7 separate regions of the Mus musculus genome follow, and regions 2, 3, 4, 5, 6 and 7 are each linked to region 1. Evidence: chromatin contacts called from public HiChIP or PLAC-seq and promoter capture Hi-C data. All regions are on one chromosome and are shown on one strand. The core of a region is the stretch at or near the end of the contact, and the rest is flanking DNA. Distances in the headings are between cores, read along the strand shown.

Evidence for each region. Promoter capture Hi-C pulls out the DNA fragments that hold promoters and counts their contacts. HiChIP or PLAC-seq counts read pairs in DNA pulled down with a chosen protein or histone mark.
Region 2: an H3K4me3 HiChIP or PLAC-seq map of embryonic limb bud shows a contact between it and region 1, with 8 times the contacts expected there. The contact joins the enhancer-like site here to the promoter of Mad2l1 in region 1. A contact is called at or near these places in 6 of 39 promoter capture datasets (the C10 cell line, cranial neural crest, hematopoietic stem and progenitor cells and 3 more), 1 of 484 Hi-C or Micro-C datasets (bone marrow-derived macrophages), 14 of 115 datasets of contacts at active chromatin or transcription factors (acute myeloid leukemia, bone marrow-derived macrophages, embryonic forebrain and 8 more) and 3 of 9 other capture datasets (adipose tissue, liver and pancreatic islet).
Region 3: an H3K27ac HiChIP or PLAC-seq map of DN3 thymocytes shows a contact between it and region 1, with 22 times the contacts expected there. The contact joins the enhancer-like site here to the promoter of Mad2l1 in region 1. A contact is called at or near these places in 5 of 39 promoter capture datasets (the C10 cell line, the HPC-7 cell line, cranial neural crest and 2 more), 3 of 484 Hi-C or Micro-C datasets (B cells, LSK cells and bone marrow-derived macrophages), 17 of 115 datasets of contacts at active chromatin or transcription factors (DN3 thymocytes, astrocytes, bone marrow-derived macrophages and 12 more) and 3 of 9 other capture datasets (adipose tissue, liver and macrophages).
Region 4: a contact with region 1 is called in an H3K4me3 HiChIP or PLAC-seq map of bone marrow-derived macrophages, with 6 times the contacts expected there. The contact joins the enhancer-like site here to the promoter of Mad2l1 in region 1. A contact is called at or near these places in 5 of 39 promoter capture datasets (cranial neural crest, frontonasal cranial neural crest, liver and 2 more), 2 of 15 datasets of contacts at CTCF or cohesin (CD8 T cells and the NIH/3T3 cell line), 2 of 484 Hi-C or Micro-C datasets (Th1 cells and bone marrow-derived macrophages), 18 of 115 datasets of contacts at active chromatin or transcription factors (T-cell acute lymphoblastic leukemia, bone marrow-derived macrophages, cardiomyocytes and 11 more) and 4 of 9 other capture datasets (adipose tissue, embryonic stem cells, liver and 1 more).
Region 5: a promoter capture Hi-C map of stem cell-derived epiblast-like cells shows a contact between it and region 1, with 4 times the contacts expected there. The contact joins the enhancer-like site here to the promoter of Mad2l1 in region 1. A contact is called at or near these places in 9 of 39 promoter capture datasets (the 3T3-L1 cell line, the SN4741 cell line, cranial neural crest and 6 more), 2 of 484 Hi-C or Micro-C datasets (bone marrow-derived macrophages and uterus), 10 of 115 datasets of contacts at active chromatin or transcription factors (astrocytes, embryonic stem cells, large pre-B cells and 3 more) and 2 of 9 other capture datasets (embryonic stem cells and macrophages).
Region 6: an H3K27ac HiChIP or PLAC-seq map of embryonic stem cells shows a contact between it and region 1, with 19 times the contacts expected there. The contact joins the promoter of Prdm5 here to the promoter of Mad2l1 in region 1. A contact is called at or near these places in 16 of 39 promoter capture datasets (the 3T3-L1 cell line, 3T3-L1-derived adipocytes, cranial neural crest and 10 more), 6 of 484 Hi-C or Micro-C datasets (the HL-1 cell line, embryonic stem cells, myocytes and 1 more), 12 of 115 datasets of contacts at active chromatin or transcription factors (the NIH/3T3 cell line, astrocytes, cardiomyocytes and 4 more) and 3 of 9 other capture datasets (adipose tissue, embryonic stem cells and liver).
Region 7: an H3K27ac HiChIP or PLAC-seq map of embryonic stem cells shows a contact between it and region 1, with 8 read pairs. The contact joins the enhancer-like site here to the promoter of Mad2l1 in region 1. A contact is called at or near these places in 4 of 39 promoter capture datasets (the 3T3-L1 cell line, embryonic stem cells, maxillary cranial neural crest and 1 more), 7 of 115 datasets of contacts at active chromatin or transcription factors (embryonic stem cells, large pre-B cells and stem cell-derived neural progenitor cells) and 1 of 9 other capture datasets (embryonic stem cells).

Annotation. Positions count from the first base shown.
Region 1 is chr6:66,533,290-66,537,604 of GRCm38.p6, reverse strand. It overlaps Mad2l1 (MAD2 mitotic arrest deficient-like 1), which reads right to left and starts at 2,384. Exons shown (of 6, transcript NM_001355624.1): 1 at 2,006-2,384; 2 at 1,501-1,647; 3 at 1-36. The coding sequence starts at 2,078.
Region 2 is chr6:65,541,680-65,545,994 of GRCm38.p6, reverse strand. All of the region lies in intron 2 of LOC108169147 (a long non-coding RNA gene), which reads right to left. Among named protein-coding and RNA genes, the nearest start is that of Tnip3, 47 kb to the left of the region's middle. Within about 2 kb of position 1,909, at least 8 of the 459 cell types and tissues checked have an H3K27ac peak or open chromatin away from gene starts, as enhancers often do. A contact at or near this core is called in embryonic limb bud and second pharyngeal arch cranial neural crest, where this site is marked.
Region 3 is chr6:65,567,336-65,571,650 of GRCm38.p6, reverse strand. The region is part of intron 2 of LOC108169147 (a long non-coding RNA gene); the gene reads right to left. Among named protein-coding and RNA genes, the nearest start is that of Tnip3, 21 kb to the left of the region's middle. Within about 2 kb of position 1,645, at least 5 of the 459 cell types and tissues checked have an H3K27ac peak or open chromatin away from gene starts, as enhancers often do. A contact at or near this core is called in DN3 thymocytes, where this site is marked.
Region 4 is chr6:65,609,616-65,613,930 of GRCm38.p6, reverse strand. The region is part of intron 6 of Tnip3 (TNFAIP3 interacting protein 3); the gene reads right to left. Among named protein-coding and RNA genes, the nearest start is that of Tnip3, 21 kb to the right of the region's middle. Within about 2 kb of position 1,905, at least 46 of the 459 cell types and tissues checked have an H3K27ac peak or open chromatin away from gene starts, as enhancers often do. A contact at or near this core is called in CD8 T cells, Th1 cells, bone marrow-derived macrophages and 2 more, where this site is marked.
Region 5 is chr6:65,756,429-65,760,743 of GRCm38.p6, reverse strand. No RefSeq gene overlaps it. Among named protein-coding and RNA genes, the nearest start is that of Prdm5, 20 kb to the left of the region's middle. Within about 2 kb of position 2,338, at least 7 of the 459 cell types and tissues checked have an H3K27ac peak or open chromatin away from gene starts, as enhancers often do.
Region 6 is chr6:65,776,486-65,780,800 of GRCm38.p6, reverse strand. It overlaps Prdm5 (PR domain containing 5), which reads right to left and starts at 1,839. Exons shown (of 15, transcript NM_027547.2): 1 at 1,608-1,839. The coding sequence starts at 1,700.
Region 7 is chr6:65,794,474-65,798,788 of GRCm38.p6, reverse strand. The region is part of intron 2 of Prdm5 (PR domain containing 5); the gene reads right to left. Among named protein-coding and RNA genes, the nearest start is that of Prdm5, 18 kb to the right of the region's middle. Within about 2 kb of position 1,953, at least 15 of the 459 cell types and tissues checked have an H3K27ac peak or open chromatin away from gene starts, as enhancers often do. A contact at or near this core is called in embryonic stem cells and stem cell-derived epiblast-like cells, where this site is marked.

The DNA of each region.
Region 1 (4,315 bases), core at 1,135-3,634:
CCACCAGTTTCTGAACTGAGCACTTGTACAGCCACTCTGCAACACACAAGGCAGCGCTCAGACTCTAGCCTATGACAGAGACTCTCTTCCAAAGACCCACTCTCGGCCTTACAGAACTCTCACAATTGAACTTCCTTTCTTGCATAAGGAAGACAATTCTCCACTAATAATTTAGCTGAGTTTTAAATTCTCCATATTACTAATAGGCAGAAGGCAGAGCATCAGAACCGTGAACCTGTACTTTCTCTGCAATTCCCAGTGAGAGCATATGACATATACTCATCTAACCACCGCCAGTCACATCTGTGGTGGCTGGTCACAACAGAGACACTATAAGAGCATAAAAAATCGGACTACTCTGGTAGGTGAGGGAAAGATTAGTTTTTACACTAACTGTACAAAGGAGAGGCAAATACAGGTTTTAAATGGGAAGGGCATGCATGCACGCCTGCACACACACACACACACACACACACACACACATGTATATACATGCATACATGGGCAGACTAATTGAAAAGTAAATTCTTTTCAATAAAGTAAATAAATTACATAATTATGAAAAGTCAAGATGCTATGTCATATAAAATCTTACAAGTTAAATTAATGAAACTGTACTTTTAAGAATCAGGAAAGCCACAACTGTGTTTTGGACAGAGTGACCAATTAGCCTTGTGTTTCTAAACTATCATCCTTGCAAGTAAGTGAGCTGCAGGGGGTAAAAGGATCCACAGATACCAGAATTCAAAGCAGATCTTATGCTTAAAAGCCCTGCCGTTTTTGCCTGTGAATTCATATCCAACCTGCACAAGTGTTGATGAATACTCTACTATGGATACAAATAGCAAGGCATGTTTAGAAGTCTGGCCTTAAACTGGACACAGTGGCAAATGCCTTTAGTCCCAGAACTTGGGAGTAGAGCCAGGCTGATCTTTGTGAGTTCAACGATAGCCGGGTCTACATAGCATGTTCAAGGACAGCCAGAGCTACATAAAGAGACCTGTCTCAAAAGCAAAGCAAAACAAAACGGCCTTAAAGACAGATGCCAAGCTAACCATGTTCAGGTGGCCACCAAAAGGCCATTTTAATACTGAAGTTAACAAAAAAAGCAATAAACACTGTTAATGAATTTACAATTAAAACAAACTACAACACCCTTTCACGTACAATAAAACTCAAAGAGAAAAAAAGGCAGTTGCAATGCTTTTAGAATTGGTATTTTGTATGATTTCATTGGGAGCTACAAAGCAAAACACAGAATGGCGAAATCCTTTTAATCGGGTAAAATTTCCAATTTGCTGCAACTGGTTAACCTACAAAACCCACTCTTAAAGCAGCTTAAAGATTCCTAACATCAAGACATTCAGCCTACTTAAAAAGAGGTGGGGATTCCCTCCATTGCTTGCTTCCTCCCAGTTGAGAATGACATTTGAGAAGGCATGTTGCTTTAAGTTACTTGGGACACAAACCTGTAAGATCACACACTGAAAACGTGATTACCTTTTAGCTGTTCCACCACATTATTGAGATACTTTATGAGCTCGGGGTCAGTAGTTGTAAGCAAGGTGAGTCCATATTTCTGCACTCTAGTAAAGGTTTCCGACGGATAAATGCCACGCTGATACAAAATGCTGTTGATGCCAAATGCTGAAAACGAAAGAAATAAAGCCGTAACCGTGTAATAACGTTTAAGTCTCCCAGAAAGCAGAGTAGGCACAAAAAGACACGGAAAACCTTTAACCCAGCAATGTCCAACTTCGCAGGTTTGCTAAGTGTAAATACAGAGCATGTGGTCAGAGGATGTCAACACAGACCCCAGCTTTCAGAGAGCGAGTAAGATGATGACCCAGGTCAGCCCCGTTAGGTTCCAGGAGGCCCAGGCCTGCGCTGGGTGGTGCAGCGTTCCCCGCCCCCGGGAGGATCCGTGGTTCCGTCCTAGCGCGCGTCCTAAGGCCCGGCTCAGCCTCAGCTCTCTCTGGCGGCGGGGGCTGCGCTCAGCACTCACAGAAAAACTCGGCCACGATTTCTGCGCTCCCACGCAGGGTGATGCCTTGCTCTCGGGCGAGCTGCTGTGCCATCACTAGATCGAACGGAGAACACTACCAACCTCACCGCAGACGGCGCCCTAATGGCTTCTAAGCTATTCCCCGCCACCCGGTTCAAAAATAACTACGCAGCCCGCCGGTTGCTCGGTGCGCAGGCGTAATGAGCCCTAAGCCCCACCTACGTCGCCAGTTTCCGGCTGGCTTTGTAACTCCGAATCCCTCCCTAAGGCCGCCTCAGGCTTCCGTTTTGTTCCCTAAGCCCCTCCCACATTAGAGAGCCGGGTCTCTTCAACATTCCGCTCCACATCGGCTCTTCCGCCCTATGCCCAGTTGCACCACGGGTTAAAGCCCCGCCCAAAGCGACTTGTATCCGGCCCTGGCTCCGCCCTCGCTGGCTGACCGAATGAGCAAGCGCAGAGTGGTTGGGGCGTCTTGTTCCAGGTCCTGGTGACCTACAAGGTCCGTACTGTGCAGGACCTCGGATGAGGTGACCTAGAAGCGGCCCAGAGATGGTCCTGAGATTACCTGCCTGTCAAACCCGTGGTCTGAGCATCCCTGAAGCATGGTCTCAGCTTCGAGGATAGTTTCAAGTCTGGGAGAACCTGGTTTTTGGTTTTGTTAAATATGATGAAGGGAACTAGGTGGGACAGAAGCTTAATGATGCTTGTCACCAAGTAGAGAAGCGAACCCCTGCAAATTGTGTACACACACACACACTAATAATCATTTAGTAATGTCTTTATTTTTCTATACTACATAGATTTTATAAGTCCACAAAGGATTTAAATGATAGAGACACTTGATTTCCTTTTTTTTTTTTTTTTTTTTTTTTTTTTTGCAATTAGCTTGCTTTTAAGTTTTTAGTCATATGTACTTTCTTTTTGATCGTTTAAGGCCTATACCAGAGCATGTACGATTACATATGGGATTCATGCTACAGTTTTAATATTGTACAGTAGTATTGTGTCCAGGAGATGGCACATCTTCCAACTATGCTAAATGGTTCTAACTCTGGTACTCAGACTGCATTTTGAAACCAGTTGACTATTAGAGATACTATCATATGCAGGTTTAAGAAGATGGCTCAGTGGGTAAGAGTGACTGCTGTTCCGAAGGTCCTGAGTTCAAATTCCAGCAATCACATGGTGGCTCACAACCATCTGTAATGAGATCTGACGCCCTCTTCTGGTGTGTCTGAAGACAGCTACAGTGTACTTATATATAATAATAATAATAATAATAATAATAATAATAATAATAAATAAATCTTTGAAGAAGAAGAAGAAAGAACAAGGAGAAGAAAGAAGAAGGTTTAGAGCCTGAACTAAACAGATGCCAGGGAAGTTGTATAAACAATACATCAGAGAAAGAAACTGTGACATATGAGGAGGAAAGAAATGGTGGTATAGATAAAAGTGAGGTACTAGCTCTTTCTTACCAAACGGTGGTTGGACTTAATCTAATTTATTTCAGAAACATTAAAAGATCTGGAATCTTTGATGGTTGATTTCTTTCCTATTTCCTTTTGACTGCGTGGTTTAACATTACCTCTCTCCCCATTTATTAAAAGCAATACTATAAAATACTTGAAAAATTCTCAGTTTCTCATATTTACTTTGACTCACAATTTTGTAGACTCTTGCTGTGTATTATTTAGGGTAAGAATGTTTGAACAGGGAGGAATAGAAATTGACCCCCCCCCTTGGTATTAAAATAAGTATTTTTTTTTTCTAAATCTAGAAGCACATAAAGTTTGAGGCTGAAGAAATCCATTAATGACTTAATCAAATTATAGTATAGTAGATCTAGAGTGGTTGCACAGTTAATTCAAGATCCAGTTTTTAGTTAGTGGCAGATTTATTAGAGAATGTATACTCCCTAGTTTAGTCTCCTTTTATAGCATATTTGTTTGAAAAATGCAAATGAGATTCCTTATTGTTGTGGTTATGATTTGAGAAAAAGTTTACTTGATTTGGGCTAAAAACATTTACTTATTAACTAATAACACACACAACTTGTCAAGAAATTTTGCAGTAATAAACCATAAAGAATTTTGTGTGGATACACATTTAATCCCAGATACCAGAAGAGGGCAGTGTTTAACCACACAATGCAACCTTTGAAAAACAATGCAAATGAAGGCTTCAGTGCACCAAGGGAGAAAAAACAGAGATTAATAGTTTCTAGGCATTTGTGTGTTGATAGTGAACCGCAGAATGACATGTTGAATTGTAATATACTGCGGATTTATATTCTCTTTAGAATTTAAA
Region 2 (4,315 bases), core at 660-3,159, 990 kb after region 1:
TGTTTATTCTAAAATGGGGATGCTTCAATTATACTGACTTGTAATTCTCTTTCTCACTGGATGCAGATTTGAATGCTGAAAGTTTGGAATAATGGAGAAGGAGGTAGCACATGGCTTGCTTTCAAGAACAAATATGGCTGAGTAGAAAATTAGTGTGGCATCATGGGGAGAGTGTGGCATCAGTGACATCCCAGGGCTCGGGTCCAGCAGGAGTATAACCTTAGGTGAGCAGCCTCAGAAGCACTGCCAGAAACAAGATAGGCAGAGCAATGCCAGCTCTGATGATCTCACTGTAAACAAACAAACAAACAAACAAACAAGATGCCCAAAATATTCAGTTGCTAGTTATTATCTCAGATGAGGGATTAAACACAAGGTGTGTGTTTGTTTTTCTTCTTGTTTCTATTTCACAATAATTTCATCCTCTATATAGCACCTCTTAGAATTGGCACACAGAGAAATAACTGACATAAACTGTTCTAATTTTATTATTAGAACAACAAAAAATACTTTAAAAAGTAGAAGATGAGAATAAGAAGGTGGCAATGTCAGGTTTATTTGTAGATTCAGAGACATGAGCTGCTTAGAGAAGTCACACATGCAGGGCACTTGCCAGTCGTCATTAGGTAGTTTTCTGTTAGCAGCTAACCAAGCAACAGGTACAACATGGATGCGATTGGAAATGATGAAGAGCTGTATACCAACGAGCCCTTTCTGTGTAGCTACTTTAAATTTCTGGGCAACATAAATCTCCACACCATGCAGACCATTAAACAAGCCTAACATCTGATTATGATTAATAGCACTCAATGCCACCCAGCTAATTAATAATCATGATACTATTCAGTGTGGGACATCTTTGTGTTTCGTTGGTGATGCTTATAGTTTGGGTTCCTGGTTTATGTATGAGGGTTCAGCCTATTGCTGCGTTTTAAAATGGCAATTGCAGTGCAGAAAAAATGAAGCAAAAAGACAAATCAAAAAATGATTTGCATCTCAAAATAAATTCTGTTTTTAAAATGCTAATATTTTCTGTGATGATTAGAATCATTTAAGATCTGTAAATATAAAGAGATTAAAGAAATCTTAGAAATAAGAACTATGAGAATAACTGAGTTTGACAGTAAAAATATCCTTGATTTAGAAATATTTTCTGGATAGAAATGAGAAAAATGTTTCCAGTTCTGTTAGCTTAGAAGTGCATTGATGTAGGATTTAAGTTGTTACATGAATGTCTAATGGGAGAGGACACGGGGCTATACAGTGTCACAGAATCTATGGCAGTGGAAATCAAGTAAGTTACAAATGTCAATTTCTCAGTCTAATTACCAGGTCTCCACGTAGGCTCATAGTGAGTTGACTTTAAGAAGCCCCCAGAGAAGAGAACTTGATTCCCTCCAGGCACTACATTTTCAATAAGGAAGCTGTCCAAACCAAAAGCAAACTCAAATTCCCAAAATCTGTTCCTTCACTCTCCCTAATATTTCTTCAGTGTAGTCGCTTGACTTCCTGTCAGAAAATTGGAAAGAGCTCTAAATTTCCTGTTTCCACTTGCCCTGAAAATTGGAATTTTTCTAATACAATGTCTTTCATCATGTTGATCTGCTCTGAACAGTCTCAAATTCAAGCCGCAGAGAGGGAGTGTTATTGCTGTAGACTCCAGGCCCAAGAGGGTCTGTGTGTTTATCAGGTTGGAGGAAACAATTCAACATCAATTCTGAAACCTTACATTAAAAGAGAATGACTCAGCACAAAGAGAGAGAGACAGAGGGAGGGAGGGAAAGAGAAAAGGAGAGAGAGAGATTGAGAGAGAGAGATTGAGAGAGAGAGATTGAGAGAGAGAGAGAGAGATTGAGAGAGAGAGAGATTGAGAGAAATATTGAGAGAGTTTATAACTCTTTCCCAGGCTGTGTGTTGTATGTGGCTGCCAGGACCCAGCGCAGAGCTCCACACCAGCACCAAGCGTTCACAGTTTCATGAAAATTATTTCGCTGAGAAACTATGCAGTCTCCAGTCTCCAGACACAAAATTCCATACATAGAAGAGGCAGTGGGACTCTTTTCTAGGTAAATAGTGAGTTAATTATTAGGAAAGGTCTAACCTACTATATTTTCCAATATACTTCCTGGATAATGGCAATAGCTTTACAAGTGATTGCCACATGGTATTCAAAAATTTAAGCAAGCTCAATTTATTAAAATCTGCACAAAGTTAAATCCCTCATAGCTGCTTGGACTTCCCATAGAAGTGGAACGTCAGAAGTGATGACGTGCACAGAAAGTGTTTCTACAATGAGGTTTATCAAGTCCTACTAAAAACACATGGCATGCCCTCCTCCAGTGGCATGGCTCCATTCTCTGTGAATGCCCTCCCCCCACCCCCCAACTAAAGGTTAATTTCATTTGCTACATTACACAGAAGCCCAGGGTTGACAATTGAACTGATGTCCAGAAAGCCATTGGGATTGGTGATTATTGGCTTGGAGAAATGTAATTTCTGGAAAAACTGACAAATTTCTATTACGAATAAATGAGAACAATTTGTAAAACAATTATGATCTGTTATGCTGGGTGTATCATGAAAGTATTTATTCAGCTCTTCAAAAAGAGGTTTCTCCTTTACTTAAAACAATAGATTCTCTTCTCTGCAGTAGAGGGAGTGTCTATGTGGAAGCCCCTTTACTCCTCTGCCTGTCTGTGAGAGTTAAAATTTTAACAGTGAAAGGAGAGGGTTAAAAACAAAGAGGCCAAAATCCTTGCTTACAATGCCATAAAAGAGATCATTTTAGTTTTTGATTACCACCACCATTGTCCTGTTCCAACCCAAACATCTGCCTGTCACCCCATAAACGTACTTACACTTCTCTTCCCTTTATGAGCAAATAAGGGGGCTTTGAGAGACATTTTAATAGAGAGCAGCTGTTTGGCTGCTAAACACTGCATCTGGAGGGGAGTAGGCTATTCACATGGAGGAAAAACACCCTATTGTTTAATTTTCTTAAAGTACACCAATGTTTTACAAAAAGATACTTTAATACATTGGAGGTGCAGAAAAAAAAAGAGCCTCTAAAGTGTTTCTAGAAACCAGTGTATTGCTACCAGAAGGCAGGGGATTGCTGTAATAATAATAATAATAATAATAATAATAATAATAATAATAATAGTGTATAATACAGGGTCAATGACTGCTGTACTGCATGAGCTCAATGCCAGGCAATCCACAAAGATTGACACTTATTTCCTTTTGAAACGATCTCTGCTTCAGACTAAGATGAATCATTATGGTTTCCTTGCTAGGCTCTGACTAAATTTCTGAATGCATGATCCATTTAAAATACTAAAAATAAACGTTAGAACAAAAATCATGGGAACATCTGCTTTACAAAAATTTAAATGAAGCCCTGGCTCCAGGATCCCAGTGTGCTGAGTGAGGCTCCTTATAAACCACTGTGGACCATGCAAACCAATGCCTCTCACTGAGAATCAAGGATGCCTCCACGTCTTCTTTGCTTTTCCTTTGAAAGGTCACTGGATATAGAAGCCCTAAAACCTCAAGGGCATTGAGTTCTGCCCTTGCAGTTGCTTCCATTAAAAGGGACTTAGTTTAGAAGTGGTGATGGATGGCTAACCCAGGCTTTCTCTGGCCTTCTTCCTTCCTTTTTTGTTTTTTGTTTTTCTTTTTTCTCTCATCCCATGTCTGTCTTTCAGCTTCCTGATCCCCGAGGATAAAGAGATTTCAGCATTTGCCTCATCCCTCTCCCCCTCCTTCAGCACCCTGGTCACATATACGACACGGGTTAACCTGCCAGGTATCTGCATTTTTCTATAAGTAATCTAAAACAGGCTCAGAAGGGCAAATATTTCAACACTGTATGAAAACAATACGAACTCTTGGGGGCTCTGTGGTTCTCATCCAGTATAAACACAGAAAGGCTGAATATTAATATGCCGAATAGCCTGTTAACAGTAGGGTGGGGGATGGCTATAGCAAGTCAATTTAACACCACATGAAAACGGACATAGTATGAGAACTTGGATCCATCCTATTCTTTTTTATTAGATATTTTCTTTATTTACATTTCAAATGCTATCCTGAAAGTTCCGTATACCCTCCCCCTGCCCTGCTCCCCTCCACCCACTTCCACTTCTTGGCCCTGGCATTCCCCTGTACTGGGGCATATAAGTTTGCAATACCAAGGGGCCTCTCTTCCCTGTGATGGCCGACTAGGCCATCTTCTGATACATATGCAGCTAGAGACACGGGCTCCTGGGGTACTGGTTAGTTCCACCTATAGGGTTGCAGACCCCTTCAGCTC
Region 3 (4,315 bases), core at 396-2,895, 970 kb after region 1:
CAAGTGCTCTGTGACTGAACTACCTTATATTTGGTATACATTGTTTATTCATGAGCTGAATAAAACCCTGAGAAAATGTTCATTTTAGCCTGTATGTGATCCGTGCTCTCAATTTCTTGCACATCATATGTTAATGTCGCTGGGCACCTGTATCTTTCTAGCTAGCACCGGTGGTGTATGGCGAGCATATAACTCAAAAGAGAAGACTTTGTTTTATGGATTCATGATATAGCTATTTAATTAGCACCAGAATGTAGGTAAATTCCTGGGAAAAATAATTACACTCAACAGACAAAACAGAAAACCATACTTCTGGGAGTAATCACATGACCTCTCACTTCATCTCCTATGTGATAGAGAAGCCACACGCAGCGGGACAGAGGACAGACAGCAAAGCTAGGACAAGGATTCAGAGCCAGAGTTTTCCCTCCTGAGAGTCCACATGTCCTGCCCACTCACTGATAGACTCACAAGTTGAGCTTTTATCTTGTGTTTCAAGCCTTGTTTTCAAGGAAGAGATTCTGGAGAACAAAGATTTAAGTACTAGACAAGGAAAACTTGGTAGTAGTTTCCTTTTTTAATGGAGGTGCTTTTTGTTGTTTAACTCTTGAGATGCTTCCAGTTGTTCAAAGAACAGCGGTTGGTACCTAGACAGAGAACTGTAGACCAAAAGATACTGATCAGGGCTCAAAGTTCTACACGTTACTTTTCACTAGTATGTGCCATGTTCCAGTTCCCTCTGAAATAAAACATTGCATTATAAGGAAGCTAATCAAAACTTAAGAAGGAAACAAAATAATGCCTTCAAGAAGTCCCTGAAGCTGAGCAGATTTACTGGGATCCGCATTCTCTGAGGTTACTTTAACAGTAAGGAATTCGAAGACTCTCTCAGACCAGTGGACTGCCAAGAAAGAGGGTCAGACCAACTAAATTACCTGGGACAGACACTCTCTCACATCCTGAATTGCTATCTGGGATGAGTAGATTTTCATTTATGCCTTCCCAAGAATAGCATCATGAAGAAGTATGGTTGATATTTTCAGATGCTTCTGGCTTTGGGGGGAGAAACTAATTAGTCAACAAAGGAATTGTGTGGGGGGTTTTAAGTTAGTAAGTTAGTAAGTCTTAGTGTTTTCGTTACCATACTACTCAAGCGCTGTGGCTTGAGAAGCAGGAGAAGAAAAAGCGTTTACCCATAGTCTTTAAAGGCTTTAAAAACTTGCATTTATTTATTTATTTATATTCATTTATGTGGGTCAGTTCTTTCTTTTCACTGTGTGGGTCACAGGATGCCCTCAGGCCTGTTGGCAGGCACCTTTACTGGCTGAGTCCTACAAGGATCCTCGGAGAACTTGTAAAGTAGTATTGTCTTTGGACAAGAAGAAACTTTTCAAGAGTTTTATATAAGGCAATGTGTCCTTAATAATGTAAATAACTCTTTAAAAGTGTATTTCATTTCTGACATGTATGTCCAGGTGACCAAGATGTAGACCCTGTTATTGTTCTCCTGCGTTCTTGGAGGGATCCTGGTTTCTTTGCTGCATTTTGAGGTTATCCAGCTTACTGTTCTGACGCCACGTGCCATGTCAAACGTCTTGTGGCTATGTCTAGAAGAAGCACAAACAGAGAAGCCAGACTGGAGCAGACACAGGCACTCCGACTGACTGAGCGGTCTGGTCTTTCATCTCCATTTGGCTCATTTGAGTAGGAAATACAGCACTAATTAATGGTATCCCTAGATGGCGCTCTGCATCTAGTTCACTAGAAAAGCATTGCTGACTTTCCGCTCTTGAGATTTTCACCTTGAATTTTAACTTCAGAGACAGAGATGTTGTAAGATGGAAGGGCAGAATGTGTGGGTTACTTGTGAATAAAAATTACAGACCATTTCTATTTAATATATTTTACTAAAAGTATTAATGAAATATATTTTGGTTTAAAATATAGAATACATCATGAATAAGCATTTCTTCTTTGTGCAGAAACCATGCTATTCTTTCAGTTACCACAATTTCAGTAGCTGGACAACCAAAGAAAGCATCCCTACTTCTTTCTTTTTGTAAATTAACTGTCTTTGTAGTTGTGATCCTTGTTGGATATTCCGTATAGCAGGATTACAGATCAGCTGTCTTCCTACTTGCACTATAGAAGACATAGACAGCTCATGATCAAGTATAGAATTACTCACATATAGTGATAGCTTGCAATGACTTGATTGAACTTTTTCTGTAATTTTTCCCACCTCTGACATGGGGCCTTGCCCTTAGTAGCTTAACAAAAGGATATAGGACATGTTTTCTGAGATTAAAGGACTGTCACCCTTGTGCACATGCAGTGTAATCTACTTTTATTCTTCTCTTTGTCACGTTCCTAAGGAAGTGAAATTTATGAACTTGGGATTTCTTTTTCTTCCAGAAAACAGGGAATCCTTCTTCAAGAACTGATTAAATGTTTTCAACATCAAAGTAAACAAAAATAAAACTATAGTTTATGACTTAAGAATTAGCTTAGTGGTGGAGTGCCATGTCAGGGTTTCATCCATAGCACAAACAAATAGCATGTAATCAACAAATAAAAATTTTCATCTCCATGCCAGTAACAATTTTTGATGGAGAATGGGATGTTTATATAATTTCACTGAATCCTGATCAAAACTTATTTGGTATTAAAGGAATGTAGGATGGAGAGAGGATAGATGAACGGGCAGAATGTGTGGGTTATTTTTGAATAAAAATTACAGCCCTTGTGTTTAATATATTTTATTAAAAGTTTTAATAAAACATTTTTTGGTTTAAAATATAGAGTTCTGTCAAAAATAGGGTAGAAAGTATCTCCAGAAGATATCACACTCACATAGGCAGGCTCTGAGGTCTCATACACTCTCAAGCTATGCTCAGTGTGGTACACAGTCCGTGACTGGCAGCTATCTTTACTAAGCTTAAAGGGAGGTATAACATGTTGACTTCTTTGGCATTTTTGTTAAGCTATATTGTGTAAAGCAATTATGGTAGCACCCATAAAACATTCCCAAGGTCTCTGCTTATCACTATATCTCCTTTTTGAGAGTATGGAACCAACAGTAAGCCTTCAAGATGGGTTGCTTTATTTGGTTTTGTCTACAAAAAGAGAGGCAATAAAAGGTCTCCAGGAAAAAAAAGTGCCCCATACCTTACGCGCTGCCAGGACCTGGCCTAAACTGTAAACACTGCCTTGCCAAAGTAGAGCAGTTCCCCAAGTTCTTCCACAAGAAAATCTCTTAGATCTTCTGGGTCTTATGATTGAAGACCTAATGATGCCCTTTGTGGTAGGCAAAGACTAATAACATGTACCCCAATCAAAGCCATCAATATCAACAGAGAGGAGCCCAGGCTGCCTGTCCATGTAACAAGTAAGCCTCTGTCATTCTTAATTGGTTTGGAGGCTGTTTGCTCTATACTTCCTACTCAAATATATCCTTCTCAGATCTCTGAGATGGCATTGGTGGAGGGCCCCAGCCTTATCAGACAGTAGTGTTGGGGAGCAATAGTGATATAAACTCTATGGTATTGTTACAGAGACAGACAGCTAGATCAATGGAATATAATTTAAGACCCAGAAATAAACCCACATACCTATGGTCACTTGATCTTTGACAAAGAAGCCAAAACCATACAGTGGAACAAAGAAAGCATCTTTAACAAATGGTGCTGGTATACTGGCAGTCTTCATGTAGAAGAATGCAAATTGGTCCATTCTTATCTCCTGGTATAAAGCTCAAGTTCAAGTGGATCAAGGACCTCCACATAAAACCAGATTCACTGAATCTAATAAAAGAGAAATAGCTTTGAACACATTGGCACAGAGGAAAATTTCCTGAACAGAACACCAATGGCTCAAGCTCTAAGATCAACAATTGACAAATGGGACCTCATGAAACTGAAAGGCTTCAATAAAGCAAAGATTACTGTCAATAGGACAAAACAGCAGCCTACAGATTGGGAAAAGATCTTTACCAACCCTACATGCAATAGAAGACTAATATCCAAAATACACCAAAAAACTCAAGAAGTTAGACTTTATAAATCTAAATAACCCAATTTAAAATGAGGTACAATGCTAAACAAAGAATTCTCAACTGAGGAATCTTGAATGGCCGAGAAGCACCTAAAGAAATATTCAACATCCTTAGTCATAAGGGAAATACAAATAAAAATGACCCTGAGATTCCACCTTACACTAACCAGAATGGCTAAGATCAGAAACTGCTTTTCATTCTCAAGGAGCCCCCTGTAACCTTTCCCCAGAGGTCAACCAGTTTCTGGTCAACAGCCCATAT
Region 4 (4,315 bases), core at 656-3,155, 920 kb after region 1:
TCACTTGTAGGTAATAAGAAAGCCAGAACAAAATACCAATTTAACAATTTCTTTTTTTTCCATTTTTTATTAGGTATTTAGCTCATTTACATTTCCAATGCTATACCAAAAGTCCCCCATACCCACCCACTCCCCCTTTTTGGCCCTGGCGTTCCCCTGTACTGGGGCATATAAAGTTTGCAAGTCCAATGGGCCTCTATCTTGGCGTGACTCTAACTAAGGAAGTGAAAGATCTGTGATAAAAACTTCAAATCTCTGAAGAAAGAAATTAAAGAAGATCTCAGAAGATGGAAAGATCTCCCATGCTCATGGATTGGCAGGATCAACATTGTAAAAATGGCTATCTTGACAAAAGCAATCTACAGATTCAATGCAATCCCCATCAAAATTCCAACTCAATTCTTCAACGAATTAGAAGGAGCAATTTGCAAATTCATCTGGAATAACAAAAAACCTAGGATAGCAAAAAGTCTTCTCAAGGATAAAAGAACCACTGGTGGAATCACCATGCCTGACCTAAAGCTTTACTACAGAGCAATTGTGATAAAAACTGCATGGTACTGGTATAGAGACAGACAAGTAGACCAATGGAATAGAATTGAAGACCCAGAAATGAACCCACACACCTATGGTCACTTGATCTTCGACAAGGGAGCTAAAACCATCCAGTGGAAGAAAGACAGCATTTTCAACAATTGGTGCTGGCACAACTGGTTGTTATCGTGTAGAAGAATGCGAATCGATCCATACTTATCTCCTTGTACTAAGGTCAAATCTAAGTGGATCAAGGAACTTCACATAAAACCAGAGACACTGAAACTTATAGAGGAGAAAGTGGGGAAAAGCCTTGAAGATATGGGCACAGGGGAAAAATTCCTGAACAGAACAGCAACGGCTTGTACTGTAAGATCAAGAATTGACAAATGGGACCTAATGAAACTCCAAAGTTTCTGCAAGGCAAAAGACACCGTCAGTAAGACAAAAAGACCACCAACAGATTGGGAAAGGATCATTACCTATCCAATTTAACAATTTCTAGTGAACTGAGGAGGAAACCACGGGCATCTTGGGAATACAGTGAAGTTCAGGAGGAAAAGCTGGACAAAGCTTCTTTCCTGCTGCAGCTCCAGAGAAGATTGGCTCCACATTGCACAATAGGTACACTAAATGGAATACACACACACACACTGTGTGTGTGTGTGTGTGTGTGTGTGTGTGTGTGTGTGCTGTGTATGTGTGTATTTTTTCTTGAAGCTTCCTCCTAAGTTTCCACCTACCTGTTGATTTTTAGGGAACAAGACAGCTGCGCTGAATAAATGATACTTTATTGTGTTGGCTAGTTTTATATCAACTTTACACAAGCTATTGTCATCTAACAGGAGGAAGCCTCAATTTGGAAAACACTTGCTTAAGATCTGGCTAATTAGCTTGTCATAGGTGGTGCCACCCCTGGGCTGGTGATCCTGGGTTCTGTAAGAAATCAAGCTGAATAAGGCATGGGAAGCAAATGAGTAACCTTCTTTGTGGCCTGCTGCCCCTGTGGTCTCTGCATTAGCTCCTGCCTCTGTGTTCCTATCAAGTTTGAGTTCCTGTCTTGGCTTCCCTCAATGAACTATGATTCACAACTTTTAAGCAAATAAACTCTTTCCTTCCCAATTTGTTTTTTATCATTTTGTGTCATCACACCAGTAGTAGCCCTAACTAAGCCCCAACACTTATCATATCCTAAACTACCAGGAAAATTTTAAGCCACTGGCTTGGTATTTAACCTCTTGGAATGAAGGTTAGTCAGCTCTTTCAGATCACAGCAGTCTGACCCAACTCACCCCTCAGACACCTAGGCTCTTGACTCTTTGGCCCATGAAAGAACTGCAAGAGGAAATGAGATCAGCTGTTTCTTTATCTTCTTGTTTATTTTTAGATGGCACAAGTAGCACATGGTGCAGCTAAGTGATGTGAGCCCCACCTTTCTATTCTAGGAGAGCTGCCAACAGGAGGTAAGAAAGTGTAATCTTACCAACATTAATGAGCTATGATTTAATTCAGGGGCAGATGTAAAGAAATATGAATTATTCCTTTAAAATTCTCCTTGAGGCTGAGTTACACTGATTTCATTCAATAGAATAAATACTGTTTTAAATGCAAGCCTTTACTTCTCCTTCATCAAACACTGGCTCTTCTGGTATTAACATTATAATCTAAAATTCTTTCCGGGGAAGTTTACTATGCCATAGGACATGAATTTTTTCCTTCTTCCTGTTAATGAAGGTTGACAGAAGCAGCTAACCATATCTATTTCAACATAAGGTTGAGTTATTCATGTACCTTGTATTTCACAAGACTATCAAGTTTCTCTTTTTCCTTATACTTCCCACAAACTTAATTTACTTCTATATCCTCGGGAGAAAATTTGTAAGGAGTGATGGCTATGGTGAAAGAGCCCGAGAAGTGTCTCTGGTGAAGACTGAAAAAGTAGGACAGCCAGTAAGAAAAGATAGAGTAGAAGTGACCAGCAACTAGCCACATCTGGGAAAGGCGCAGGTCCAAAGGGACCTCACTAAGTTCCAGTGTCCTGCTCCCCAACAGATACCGTCTGCTCCCAAAGGAGAAGGGTTTAAGTTATACTCTCACACAAAAGTACTAGGGTTCCAGACAACCTGGAGAAATGCATTTTTCTAAGTGCTTTGCTAGGAAAATCCTACTTCAAAGTCTCAGAGCTGAAGTATGATTACATTGCTAATAAAACCTAAAGGCAGAGAGAGAGTTGGTTGTTCATTCCAAGATGTAGAAAATGTATGACCGTTCCACCTGAATGAGAGTTCCACCCATACTGGCAAAGCAGAGTAGAATCAAACAGGGGGATCACAGAGGCAAGAAATATTGCTCCTCGGAAGGACAGCAAAGGTGCTCAGGTTCTGACTCAATCAGGTTCCTGGTCCAAGTCAATTCTGCTTACAAATAACTATTCAACGGTCTTGGCAAACACAGCTACAAAGAAGAATTTTAGTGAGCTACTTTTTTCTTGCATCTTCCAAGACAATTCCTTTTTAACTGGAAAATGTCAAAACTCTTTTGCATCTACCTAGTAAAACTCATGGTAATTCAATAAATAGCACTTTATAACTGAAGAACACAGTGTAGTTTTTTGGTTTGACTATACTTTGTTCACCTTATACGTAAAAATGGCCTTTGGGTGGTGTCACATGTGGTGATTGAGAATAGCCCATGTAAAATATATTTGTCCAAAAAATTAGAGCTCGATTTGGTATCTTTTACTTAATCAATTCATATCTGTATGTCCTATGGGTTCAGTGTCCCAAGGATAATTATAGTGGACAGGGACCATGAGAACATTGCAAATTGGAGGTCAGATGAAAGAGATGCTCTTATCTGGGAGCTGCATGATCATTTCTACCAACTGAGATTCCTATATCCACATATGTTGGAGGAGGAAGTCTTATTCATTGAACATTTCCATAGATGCTGTTCTGGCCCTGAGGCTTTTGGTACTCATGGATCCCATAGATAAAAACCTATGTCACAGTTACAGGTTGGAAGACACATCTGAGGAGAAGGACCAATTCATTGGAAGTGAGTGGAACAGAAGTTACACTGATCCTTGCTCTACATAACCAGCCTTTGTTTACATTTGAAGGTTCAGCCTGATCCAGCATAATACTTGCTCAAAACAATAAACGTTAATTAAAAATTTAAGAGTGATAGAAGTGTCTCATGAAGTAAGTCTTTCCCAAGATGGCATTATCATTAAGGGAATTGGGAACACTTGAAAAGTACACACAACTAGCTGTTTATGAGTTCTTTTCATAGAGGGCATCATTAAAGGCAAACTATTGCAGACAGAGATGCTAAGAAGAGATTTCATGCAGGTGATTAGTAGTGGAGAAACACGATGTCGAGTTACAGAAGCAGTGGGGTGAGAGAGTCCAGTGACAGAAGTGTGTTCCATTTTCTAGAGATAAAGCTCTTGATGCAGTTTTCCAGATTATGTTATGCAAGTAACTGAAAGAAACACCAAGAGCTATAGGAGCTTGTGAGTTTGTGAAGGAAACTGCATTTGCTGTGTGCCTGTGACACTCTGAGAGGTACATGGGTTTCTTGACATTCTCTGTAATTCCTAAATATTATCTATTCACTGACATTTTAGGAATAGTGAAAAATGTGGGTAGTTCTGGACCATCTACTGCATTACTAGAAAAAGATGCCATTGAAACAATGGGAAATGTTATGGGGGAATAAAAACTGTTGATAAAAGACAAGAGGTCTTATGTGTGGACCAAAATACCTATTTTAGTTG
Region 5 (4,315 bases), core at 1,089-3,588, 780 kb after region 1:
GAACCTGAAGTTGATGCCAGGTAGATTCCTTGATTGTTCCCAAACCTTCTATACTGAGGCAGGAACTTTCACTGAACCCATAGATCACTGCTTCATCATATCAACATGACTCCAAGAGACAAAGCCAGTCACCAAATAGCAGTTCCAGAAATGGTTTAAAAATAAATAAATAAAGACCAATAGTTCAAAAGAGCCCAGAAATAAAAGGAGGCAAAGACTGATTTGTCTTTATCGCAGAGAAACTTGCTGTGATGGCTAAATTTGGTTGCCAGCTGCATTGGATTTAGAACCAACTAAAACAAGCCTCTGAGTGTCTGTGAGGGTATTTCCTGGAAGGATTATCTGTGTGGGGAAGATGTTCTCTGAGGAGGCGTAGTACAATCTGGTTTACTGTCCAACTGTCCAAAAGATCAATTGCCATAAAGAAGAAATTAAGTAACAAGAAAAAAATTGGAATGAAATTTTCCACTGTCCTGACTTAAACTTCCCTTTGATTTTAGTGATTAATATAATACTGATAAGAAAGCTTGGAAGACAGGGCTGGTGAGGTAACTCAGCAGATAAATGTGCTTGATGAGCAATCTGGCAATTGAGTTCAATCTCTGGATCCCAAAGAGGAAAGGTAGACCCGATACTAGTCGGTCACATGTGTACCAGTGCTTGCACATGTACAGAGAGAAAGGAAGAGAGGAGAAGAGAGGAAAAAGAAGAAGGGAGGGGAGAGCAGAAGAAAATATAAATAAAAAGTAAATATATTAAAACCCAGGAAAATAACATTTTTCTGCAGGACATTTCTTTTACAACATTATAGATCCAGGTGTTATGAAAGGTGTAGGTTGCTATTTATATTTATTTGCTATAATCCACTTAGCAAATATGAAGACCTGCCATGTGTATACTCACTGTTGATTAAAACAACAAAGCAAACAAAGTGAGGTCAAGAAACTCACAAAACTCGAAGAAACGCATGAGAGATTTCAGTTCATGTCCAAAAGAATGAAACTGGGGTCAAAAGTTTACAGGACAACCCATGCTATCATAAGGGCACAGAACTTCCACCCGTGTCGGGGAGTACCTGAAGCCATTGCGCCGATTTCTGGCAGGGTCTCAGGGTCTGGGTCTGCATGTTGACAATCTAATTTAAAGAAATTGCTTTTGACAGGCCCTGTGTGTACTTCCACAGTAACTTCTCAGTGCAAAAGGAGTCCTCTTGTGACATGAGGAGGGATAAACATTAAGACATGTCCGTTGTATCACTGCAGGGCACAAGCAAGGTTACCTGGTGTCCTATTTACTGCAGTCTACTTTGGAAACTCAGACCGGCTTGACTCCCTCTTTTCTTCCCAGTCTGGTGCCAGTACCAATAGGACAGTTGGGGATATAAGGCCTGGATCGAATCACACTGACATGAACTCAACACAAAACACATGTTCACTACTGATTTCAAACTTTGTGTTCCTCAAAAGAAATTCAAGACACAACCTATTTTCTTAATCAATTAACTAGGCCTTTTGTCAATACTTGAGAGAGACTTTCTACCCTTAAAGACGATGTTGTCTGCTCGCCCAATCCATCCCCAGGTCTAGAGTGTCATTTTAAGGAAAATGACACTTTTCATAATTTAAAGAACACCATTTTTTCTCGTAATATATTTTGATTCACCATAATCAAGTGATTTATGAAAATAAAAGTTGGTAGCATTTGCATCTAGAAGTTATTTCAAAGCCATTTGGCTTTAATCACTTCTTCAATTTAGGCTATTATTCCCCAAACCTCAGAAATCATGAGCCCTACCCTTACATAAACAAAATCATGTTAAATGTAAGAAATATTTTCCTTGGTCAGCAGAGAGATGCTTAGGGAAGTGTCATTGCTACTGAGGTTAGAAAAACAAGGAGAACAAAGGGGCATGAGGAGGAAAGGGAGTCTGTCACCCTGAGACCTTGTTTGCCCTCATTACCCACTGAGAATCCAGAAATTTGAATACCACAGATAAAGCCAAAATTCTAATCAGAGATAATGTGCATTTTCCTAAAAACTTCTGAAAGAAACAAACACCAAAAAACTCCAAACATCGCATCACCAGTTAACAAACACATGAAGTTTTTTGTTTGTTTGTTTGTTTGTTTGTTTGTTTGTTTTTGGTAGGCAGGACCACAGGTTTATTGGGGGCTGCACACACACAAAGTCACAGCATCACTGGACAATGGCACACTTACTCGGGACATCAAGCTGGCCTCTGCCATCCACGTAGGGCCGAGAGGAGGTGGGTTCTGGCCTCCTCCCCTGCGGCCTAGACCCTGTGGGGTCATTCCTCTGAGCCAGCTGAGGAAGGCAGGTGCCTTTTGGGGTGGGCCTCCAGCCTGGGAGGGGAAGAGCAGGCAGGCTGATCCAGTAAGCCGAGCCGCGGAGGCCCACCTCACTCCAGGGACTGCAGCATCAGCAGCTGCTTCAGCACCTTTTTCTGGCTGATCTATGGATTTCTCCTGCCTGGAACATCTGTGGCATAAACCTTGTAGAAATTGAACACCAAGTCCAGTTCACAGACATTGTGGAAGGATTCATTTAAAACTTCTATGAAATTGTGGATGGTCTCGAGATAGGCCAGATTGTTGTCATTGACGTCCACGCAGATGCGGAAGTAGAGGCCAGCGTAGCGTCAGTAGATGTGTACTTGGCATCCCTGACAGTGACCAGGGCATGCACCTCCTCGATTAACTGCTGCTTCTCATCATCAACGAACTGCATGTACCACTTGGTCAGGCGCATCTTGCCTGCTCCGTTCTGGATGAGGATGAATCGGATCATGGCTACCCCTGTCTGGACCCCAGAGTCACAGGTCCCCCTGTAACAGGGAGGCTTCGGCTCTGCTTCCACATGAAATATTTTTATCTAGGACCAGAGTATTTATATCTTGCATATTACCATTTACATATTGCAACCTAAACAATGCGCACGCATGCGCGTGCGCGCGCGCACACACACACATGTGCATACTCTAAAGCAGCCTACATCTACTTCTTGCACATTGCCCTCTACTTACTATATGACTGGCAAAATATTCCTTATGCTCCCCAGTTTTGCATCTTCCTAAATTCTTTTCTGTTGCAGGCTGCTGGTGGCTGTGTGGTGGCCTTCTGTGCCTTCTGCTGCTGTTGACATTACCACATGTGAGAGAGGCTTTGATTCAAATAATTGCTCAATTTACTGGTGTGTTTTCTCACATCCAGTTCACATTTGAAGTCATATTTTCTGGAATATTGTATTTTCTGTCATGTTAGATTCTCTAGCCTTCAATAAACCACCCCCTAACCAAACTAATGGGATTTCTAAAGGAAACAACTGGTGACACCAAGCAAAGACCTGCATCAAGCTAGTCTTCCTCCTTCCCAAATCTTAGTTATATACATTGTTAAGTTCTTTCTGTTACTGTGTGAACAGACTTTAAGGAAAATAATTACCATTCTCATTATTGCCTTAAATAATACCCCAAATTATAAAAGTATTAATACCCAGACTCAACTGAAATGCTTAACCAACCTAAGCTACTTTACTATTGTGTGTCTCCAAGAATGGCTATTGTCCATGCTTTACAAAGGGAGCTAAGAGGTTAGGAGATGAGCTTAAGGCTGGTGAATAAGTCAACGCCACTTTTGTGGGAGATCATAGAGATGCCAGGTGCCTGCCTGGATATGCAATTAGAGGACCACAGTCTGAAGAATGGCTCACTGCAAACTCTGAAAGGCATATATTTTACTCAGGGCTTTCAGCTCTTTAAAAGCAATCACATACAACGCTTATCTGAACTAGCTAGTCCTTAAGTTTATCTTGTTGTTTTTGTGTTTTTGTTCTTTTTTCCTGAAAACATGAATACTTGAAATGTAAAGAAATACATGAAGACTATCAGAATCACCAGAGTCATGGGACATCATTTTGATAATCATTATTAAAATGCCATGGAGGAGTATACTTTTTAAATTTGCAGTATTTTACTACTCTGAGAATATTTTTGAAAATTATTGAGTATTGTAAACTAGTTTCACAAGTGTATCAGAAATAAAACATAGAACAGAAACAAAGATACAACTTGAGGACAGTAGTTACAATAGTAAATATTGGGGAAAAGGGAATTTGGAACTAAAAAAAAAGTGAAGGCATTGTACATTGAGCAAAAGTAAAAACAAAAACAAACAAACAAACAAAAAAGCTCTTTACTCTCAGATTTGAAACAAACACCTCCAACTCTGAGGGGAGCTCTCCATGTGATGGAAGATGCTGGAGAAATGCTGCCCAGAGTGGAGCTGGGTTCTGTGGG
Region 6 (4,315 bases), core at 590-3,089, 760 kb after region 1:
ACAGCTGCCGTACAGGCATCAGGGAAGCTCTCCGTGAGCTTGTGATTGCATATCTTAGAATAACAACTCTGTCAAAAACAGGCTGGGTTTCTGTAAGCCACATTGTGTGTGGTCATCATGCTAGATGTTATCTGGATGAAAATCTGTTGGTTTGTTTAAGTGATATCAGCAGCAGAAGATGAATGCCTACCAATGCTGCAGTAGGATGGCTCAAGATGCTTCAGCCCACACCAACGAGTACTCCCAACACAAGGACATGAAAATGTCAAAGAGAATGCCCTGCTCAACTACCAAAAAATGGTCTGAGTAAAGCAGAAGGAGGATTGTGCAGTAATTCTTACTTTTGGACAGCTGTCTGGTGTCCTACTATTCGTGAGCACAAAATTATTCTTAATTATAGTTACACCAGAAACCTTCAGGAAAAGTCCATTTAGGGGTTTTTCATGCTGTAAGACCTAAACAGAAGCATATGTCAATGGGACATGGGAGTCATTTGATGATGGTGATACTTGGCTTTGCAAGACTGCTGATTTTGACATTTCGTCATGTGGCAATATCTATCCAACTCATCACTAAATGGAATGAAGTATTAACTCCTGTGTTTTGTTTGTCTACATTTAATATGTGAGTTGTTTTTTGTTGTTGTTTTGTTTTGTTTTGACCACTTGACCTATGGTAACTTCTTGTAGGTCATGTTGTGAGCCCAGAGCTACATTCACACACTACCCTCTGAACCTCTGCTTTTCTAAGTATCTGCTAACAGGGCAAAATCAAAACAGCGAGGAGAGGCCGGGAACGTGTCAGGGGCAAGGTTTATAAACATGTTGTTCCATAACAGAATGTTCTAGAAAGAGCATATGTTTTCCTTTCAGAAACCATGGGTTTGAAGCTTAATTCGTTAACTTGGCAGGTTAACTGCAGCATTCCTATGCTCACCTCTTAAATGATAACTAAAAGACAGTTCCCCAGAGTACTGAGGGGTAAAGTCAAATGATATATATGGACAAAGTACCAAGCATTGGCCCTGCTCTGTGAACCTTGGATCTGCTTACTCTAGATGTCTCTGCCCTGACTCCTCTATTTCAAGTCTGCTAACCCACAATAGCTCAAGCCACCATGTTCTAAAGTTATAACTTAAGATTTGGAGCGCTCTGGTTTCCTGTCTTCTACATCTCTCCAATGAACAACCAACATCTATAGTGGGTCATCTCACAGACAGGGAAACCTGCGCTTAACTTGATCCCATGCCTGTGCCGTTCTGGAAGGTGATCCAATGCCAGGATAAAATTCAAAAACTCAAAGAAAATAGGCCGAAGATCCAGATACCACCCCCAGGATGGCAATGTCGGGAAGGCCTGCTTCTGTGGCTCCCGGGCCTGCACTGGGCTGCAAGCTGCCAGGGCCCATCTGCACAAGCAGTGAGGGGTATGACCAGGCTGCCAACTGTTCAGAATTCAGGAGCCGTCCGGCGCTGGGCTGGGGGAGACTGCAGCCCATGGGAGCCTCTCGCCACAGCCGCGAAAGACAACCAGACACCCGCTCCCTACAGGCCCGTTCTCCCCGCAGGCCCTGGGACGTGGCGCGGCCTGAGCGGGCCGCTCACCCACCTTGCGCACGCGGCGGGCCGTGTAGAGCCCCATCCCGTCCTGGACCCGGGACGACTTCAGGGCGAACCTGTCTGGTACGTACATGCCCAGCATCCTCCGTGGCTCGGCCGCGCTCCGGAGGCGCCGCACGTGGAGATGGGGTGCGGGCCTGGGGCGGCCGGGAGGAGGAAATGAGCTCGGCTCCCAGAATCCCCACCTCCCTCCTCGGCTCCCCGCGGCCAGGCCCCTCCTCGGCCGGGGCAGGCGCGGCCGGAGCGGTGGGGAGCCCAGGCCACCGGGCCGCGCTGATTGGCCCAAAGTTTGTGGCGCCGGCTGGAAGCCTCAAACCCCAGGCCATGGAGCTTCCAGCTCCGAGATGAGGATGAGCCTGTAGCCACATCGACCCTCCTCACCATCTCTGCGTTCGGCAGAGGTTCCCGCATCTCCTCAGATGCAGAATGAAATAGGCCTTGGCATTTCCAAAACAGCCTTTTGCTAACCACAGCCGAGACCAACCCAGAAAGTCTGGGAAACCTTTGAGTCTTACTGGATGAGTGTTCCAGGGTTGAACTAAGGAGAGGCCAAGGAGTCTGCTCTATTTCAAGATGAGAATTGGATATAAGTATTTAAGTAATATGGTGAGGAGCCTTCTGGAAAGTGATTATTACTTTCCAAGGCTTGTGACTACCAAGTCCTCTTACCAGATTTGTTCAAGTCAGACCCCGGGCCTTGCATTCCATTCAACAAGACTGGGTTACCAGTCCTTAATAGACCAGTTATCCTGGTTAGGTTTTTTTTGTTAACTTGACACAAGCTTGAGCCCTCTGGGAAGCTGGAATTTAAATTGAGAAAATGTCCCCATCAGATTGCTCTGTAGGAAGTCTGTGGATCATTTTTCTGGATTAAAGATTGGAATGGGAGGGTCTAGCACATTGTAGATGGTGACATCCCTGGGTCACATGGTCCTAGGTTGTCTTTTAAAAAGGCAAGCTGAGCAAGCCATAGGGAGCAAGCAGTGTTTTGTTCTGGCTCCTGCTTCCAAGTTCCTGCCTTGAGCTCTTGGCCCTGACATTTTTCAATGATGGACCAAGATGGGAAACATACGCCTCTTGCCCTGTCCTCTCCCCCAAAAAGTCCTTTCCTCCCCAAGTTCCTTTTGGCCAGAATGTTTTATCACAGAAAATAGAAATCAGAGTAGAAAGCAGAGTAGCTGTTAAAAGGACTGTAATGTAGTCCTTGGTAATGTCTCGCCAAAACTCATGTGTTGAATACTTTTGGGAAGTGATTGTATAAGGAATGTTCTAGCCTAGTCAATGGATTCATCCATAGACATATTCATTATCCAGTGCTACTATTGGAAGCTGGTAGAACTTAAAAGATAGAGCCTGATAGGACAACGTAAGTCATTAAATGAGCATTCTCTTAAAGGACATTAAGGTCCCTCTTCATCTTTCTCTGATTCCTGGATGCCAAGGTGAGCAGCTTTTCTCTACCTTTACATCAACGTGCCTCTGTGTTGCCATGAGACATGAAAGTGATGGAGCCACGAAACCTCTCAGCCCATGAAACCAAATATATCTTGCCTCTCTTTGTTGCGTGTCTCCAGTGTTTCCTTTCCAAGCTAGATAACACATCAGGATAAACACTAAGATGGTTATACTGTGGTCAGTTGTCCAAGTCAATTCATTCAACTGTGTTCAACAAAAGATAAAGCACTGCTTTCTGCAGAAGGATCTATAAGATAAAACTGAGCAGATATGTGTCCTGTTTATACCTACAGTTCACTTATAAATTCAAAACCTGCAGAAGTGATGGAACGTGAAAGTATTTGTAATTAACCAACAAGGCAGGACTAATGTTCTTACACCGATTTCCCCTTTTCCACTATAAAACCAAAGAGTGACTTGAGCTCTGAGTTCTTTTAAAAGAACTTACCTTACCCAACTGTATTGACTCAAACATGACTGATACAACTGTCAGATCTGTTTTGGCTCACAGGTTCAGTTTGGTGAGTTATGGTGAGAAGGTCCTGTAGATTCAATCAGTTCACATAATGGTAGTTCTGGAAACAGCAAGACAATAGGCAACATGGACTAATACAACCAACAAGAACCTACCCCCCCCAAGGCCTACTACCCCCAGCATGTGTCCGCTTCTGAATTTACAGAGCTTCCCAAAAGAGCACCCCATTTTCAGAGAAAGTACTCCAGTTATGAAAGGATGGGGTTTATTGTATATTCAAACCACAAAACAGATAATTCTGAAGAAGTATGCAGTTTTCCAGAACCATCTCAAGCCACGTAGATATAATATAGTAATATCTCACTGGTTACGTAATGCAGAGGCAAGACCAACTTGCCAACAGAGAAAAAGTTTCAATTTTCCTACTGTCTGAAAGCTTATGGGCTGAAGCAATGGTGCTACCAACAAGATATTATCAAGATGCAAAAGTGGCACTTGTATTATAGGTACAACCAACAGCTACCTAATTAAACCTAAAATCCACTGAATTGGAGAGAAATCATGCCTGAGATATCAAGCCCTAGAGGAAAGCCTACTACTACCACATTTCTAAAGTAAGGTGGTTTCCAACTGCAGTCTGCGAAATACTCAACCTTATACCCATGGGTATGTTCAGCTACCACATCTTATAAAAGAAGCTTCTTTTTGCAGCAGATAGAGAGTATCAGAGAGATCCATAGCTTGTCAAAATGCAGAGAATAAATGAC
Region 7 (4,315 bases), core at 704-3,203, 740 kb after region 1:
TGAACAGGGTACCATCCATGCCTACATAAGGACAATCTCAGAAGCCATGTGTTATTAATCCCAGTGACAAGTGTGGGATATCTCCATATGAGTTACTGGAGAGAAAGTCTCATGGGTTCCCAAAAGAGCCTGCTGATACATGTTGGTTACACAGTTCAGCAAACAAGGCTGGAATTATACTGGCAGCTGCCTTGCAGCTGGTTAGACTTCGTGGTGACAGCAGTTGCTGTGGTGGCTGTTAGGGAGAAGGCAGCACTGGTCTTTCTCGGCTCTAAGCATAGTATATTGTAATACCAACTTCCCAAACAAACGGGGCCTATTGCTATTATAGTGGCATAACTGTTATGGGTATAACCAACTGACTTCTGATTGGATCAGTGGCCTGCTCCACAGGAAGTAATTCAACACCAGTACTATGAAGCTAGTCAAAGACTCAGATTTGGGGAGATTACATGCACTAGAGATGAAACTACTTCTTTTGTTTACTAAATGGACATGTCAAGATACCTTCTAAGTACTTAGGTTTATGCCCTACACTAACGAAGATCCCAGGCTCAATCAAATACACTTGTATTTGCAGTGAACAGCAGTTAATGCAGAGTTGTAGCTGTTCAAGACAGCTAAAAAGAAATGACTGCAGAATGTTCAGCCTTATATGGGATATGTAAATCAGTTCCCAAGGCACATCAGTAAAAGGGAGCAGAAGGAATATAGCCGATGGGAAATGGGCAATGAAATTCTGCCCTAGGGGTATGTAAAGACTGTGGAAGTCATGAATTCACAGCAGCTACAGTGCATAGAGTTTGCACAAGACAGCCCATCAAAATTCAGTGATATATAGAAGAGAGGCGCATGGGCTGATGCCTATCTGGGAGAGTTAATAGTTGGTAAGATCTGTCAGGTGAGAGAAGTCATTGTGTAGGTTATATAGCCACTGGCTAGCTATTTAGTGCATAGTTCCAAGACCCATTCCCACACAGGCAGCCCTGGGTAAACATATGAAGGTATGTATTACAATCTATTCAAGTTTGTCCCTGACTAGATCACAAATAAATGAGACTCAGACTATGGTTATTTTATTTGGCTTTGACAATTACTAAAGGGTCACAATTACTAATCTACTCCTGGAACTGCAGGCCTGGCTACCACCCCAGAGGTGTACCCCAGATACTTGCTGTTTCTCTTGGACATGACCTCATGGTTCCGCTCCCCTGATTGCAGCTTTCTCCCTCTCTAGTTCTTCCTTCTCCCTTCAGGTTCACTACTGCTAATCCCTCCAACAATTGGCTGTAGTCAATGTTATTTAACAATAGTTTTAAATCAGGGAACAACGTTTGCACAACAAAAGCTTGTAAACAATAGAAGATACTCCTAGGCCAATACCTTGAAGTATAGAATTTAGCATTACAATATATAGCAACAGACCAAACTTTAAAAAAGGTGGAATGGGAACTTGGAGGGAGAAGGGAGAACAGGTTTAGAAGGGGGATAAATGAGAGTAGAGGACCAAAAACTGTCAACAAATAAATTAATAATAATAAAGAGAGAAGGAAAGGAAAAGAAGGGAAAGAAAGGACTAAATACAGCAAATATTCTGGAAGAAGGGCTAAGCTTGAAACAGGTAGCTGTATCCTTTAGACCTTACAAACTGTAACTCATTCAAAGCATTAATATTAGGTACAAAGTAAAATAAAGATAATACACCAGTCATCATGGGACTCTAACATCACCAAGAATAAAAGTACATAAAGTTCTGTAAGCAGCAGAGTAAGAACAGTGGAGATGCTACTGTGTGAAACTAAAATAGTGAAGACATCAAAGGGCCATAGGAGCCAACAAACTGCTGCCAAAATACCATATATAAAGCAGAAGCATGGCATGCACTTAGTGAGAAGGCGAGGCTGACTCCATGACAGGCTTCAAATGGGCAATTCAGGACTGGGCAAGCCCAGGCAAGCCCAGGCCTCAGAAGCTGCCCCACACCTGGCCCGAGGCAAGAACAATGGGTCAGCAGCACTTTCCAGACTTCCTCAGCAACAGTTTCCAGACCTCAGTTTCCAACCTTCATGCCCCAATAAAGAGATGGAGTAAGATGAAGGTCACCTACCACAGATTCTCCTAGTACGTTTTAAACCAGGCCTTTAAGCTGACTTGCTTGTCTATCATGGTAATGGGAAACCCCAGGATGCTGGGCTTCTGCAGAATAGAACACTACTTGAGTCCAGGGTGTCATTCTTCAGCAATCATAGACCCTTACAATAGCTTCTCAAAAATTTTCTTTTCTGAGTAAAATTAGTCCCTATCTGCTTTAAAATGCCCTACCTGTATAAAACATTGTTTTATAACAAAAGTTTCCAAACAAAAAATATCAAAAGCCATTAGCAACTTGTTAAATATTGTATGGGTTTTTTTTTGGGGGGCGGGGGGGGGGGAAGGAGTTCATTTGTCACATTTAATTTCTGAAAACGTTATGGCAAAAGAATGAACTGCTTAGAAAATTAAGACCCTACAGAAACATGTTATAAGCCATAAAAACATTTTAGGTTCATAAAAATAAGCAATTAAAACAGCATGCTAAAATAAGACAGTATTAATAACATTTTCCACTTGAATTACAGTGTAGGCTGTTGCTAGGTTTTGCTCCCCACTCCTGTGTTGCAAAAACCTTTTGGAATCCTTCTTTCATTTAACTGCATTCCTCACCAACAGTGTCAGTAACAGTGGGATGCATATATGTATATTTTGCTTGCAGACAACATGCTGTGATAAATTTATATGTCAGCCAGCTAAGTTGCCATATTAAGTGAATGAACCAAACCCTAACATGACATTCTGTACAATAAGTTCACTTTAAATCAAAGAGATTACTTAAAGAGTGGAACTCTTACTTAACTGGTCTATTTGTTTAAGAGTAGAATCTCAGGTTTCCAAAAGCAGATCTGCCTCAAGACTACAGCATTAGCCTTCATCTGAACTTCGAGCCCATGGACCTCACCTCTATGTTAGTCACTATTCTATTGCTGTGCTATCACACCGTGACCAAAGCAATTTGCAGAAGGAAGTGTTTAGGGGGGCTTGCAGTTCCAGAGGGAAAAGGGTTCACCATGGCAGGAAATGCTGGCAGCAGATGGCAGACACAGACACTGGAACAGCAAACAGGGTGCAAAGAGAGTGAACTGGAAATGGCTATAGCTTTTAAAACTTCAAAGCCCACACCAAATGACACACTTCCTCCAGCAAGGAACCCACCCAAACAGTAGCACCAACTGGGGACCAAATATTCAAACATCTGGTACCATGGGTGACATTCTCATCAAACCACCTCTACACATTTAGGTCCCGTGAGTGCATGATGTAAACTTTGAAATAAGTCTCTTTTAATATGTTCTAAGCCAGCCTGAGATGCACGAGATTCTGTCGCAAAAGGAAACCTACAAAACAAAAATACATTTTCTGACTTATAACTTTCAAGCCATCTACACATGCCTCATCGCCTGCCCAACTAATGGATTTCTTGCTGCTGGCATCTTCAAATACCCCTTTCAACTGTCTCCAAGACTCTGATTCCCTTGTCCTGATATTCAGGCCCCTGTTCTAACAACTAGAGGCCACAAAAGTAATTAAAACTAGGATGTGAAATCTGTATAATAACACACACTCACATATGCAAATCCCACAGAAGAGAAACTTCATATGGTAAAGACAGTTTACCACATCTTAATTACTAACATGTACATCCTAAAGATAAGTACAGTTTAACTTTGAAGTTTGGGTTGAACAAGTAATGCAAAGTTACTTATATGATTAGAACCTTAGTGGAGAATAAAGGCTAAAAGTTAAGCGCAATTTCATTTACAAGAATGCAATTTTAAATTCAATTGCAAGTTTACTTTGAAATCTAAACCTTAAACACAGAAAATATCATTTCAGATGATAATATTTAAATTTCAGAGTTTTCAAAGAATTTTATAGCAGACTATTTCATCAGTCTAATATTTTTAATGCTGTACTACAAAATGAAGACATTCCTGGTCAGGAAAGATGGCTCCACAGCAAAATGCCAAGGCTGCTCTACCACAGGTCAGGCAGGAGGATTTCATACTCTCTTCTGGACTCAACATCCACCCTCAATTACATGCACACACACACCGAAACACACCCACACCCACACACTCACACACACACACACACACACCGAAACACACCCACACCCACACACTCACACACACACACACACACACACACACACACACACACACACAAAATTTAAAAAATAAAATCTTTAAAAACAATAAGAATTTTCAGTACCTAAGAT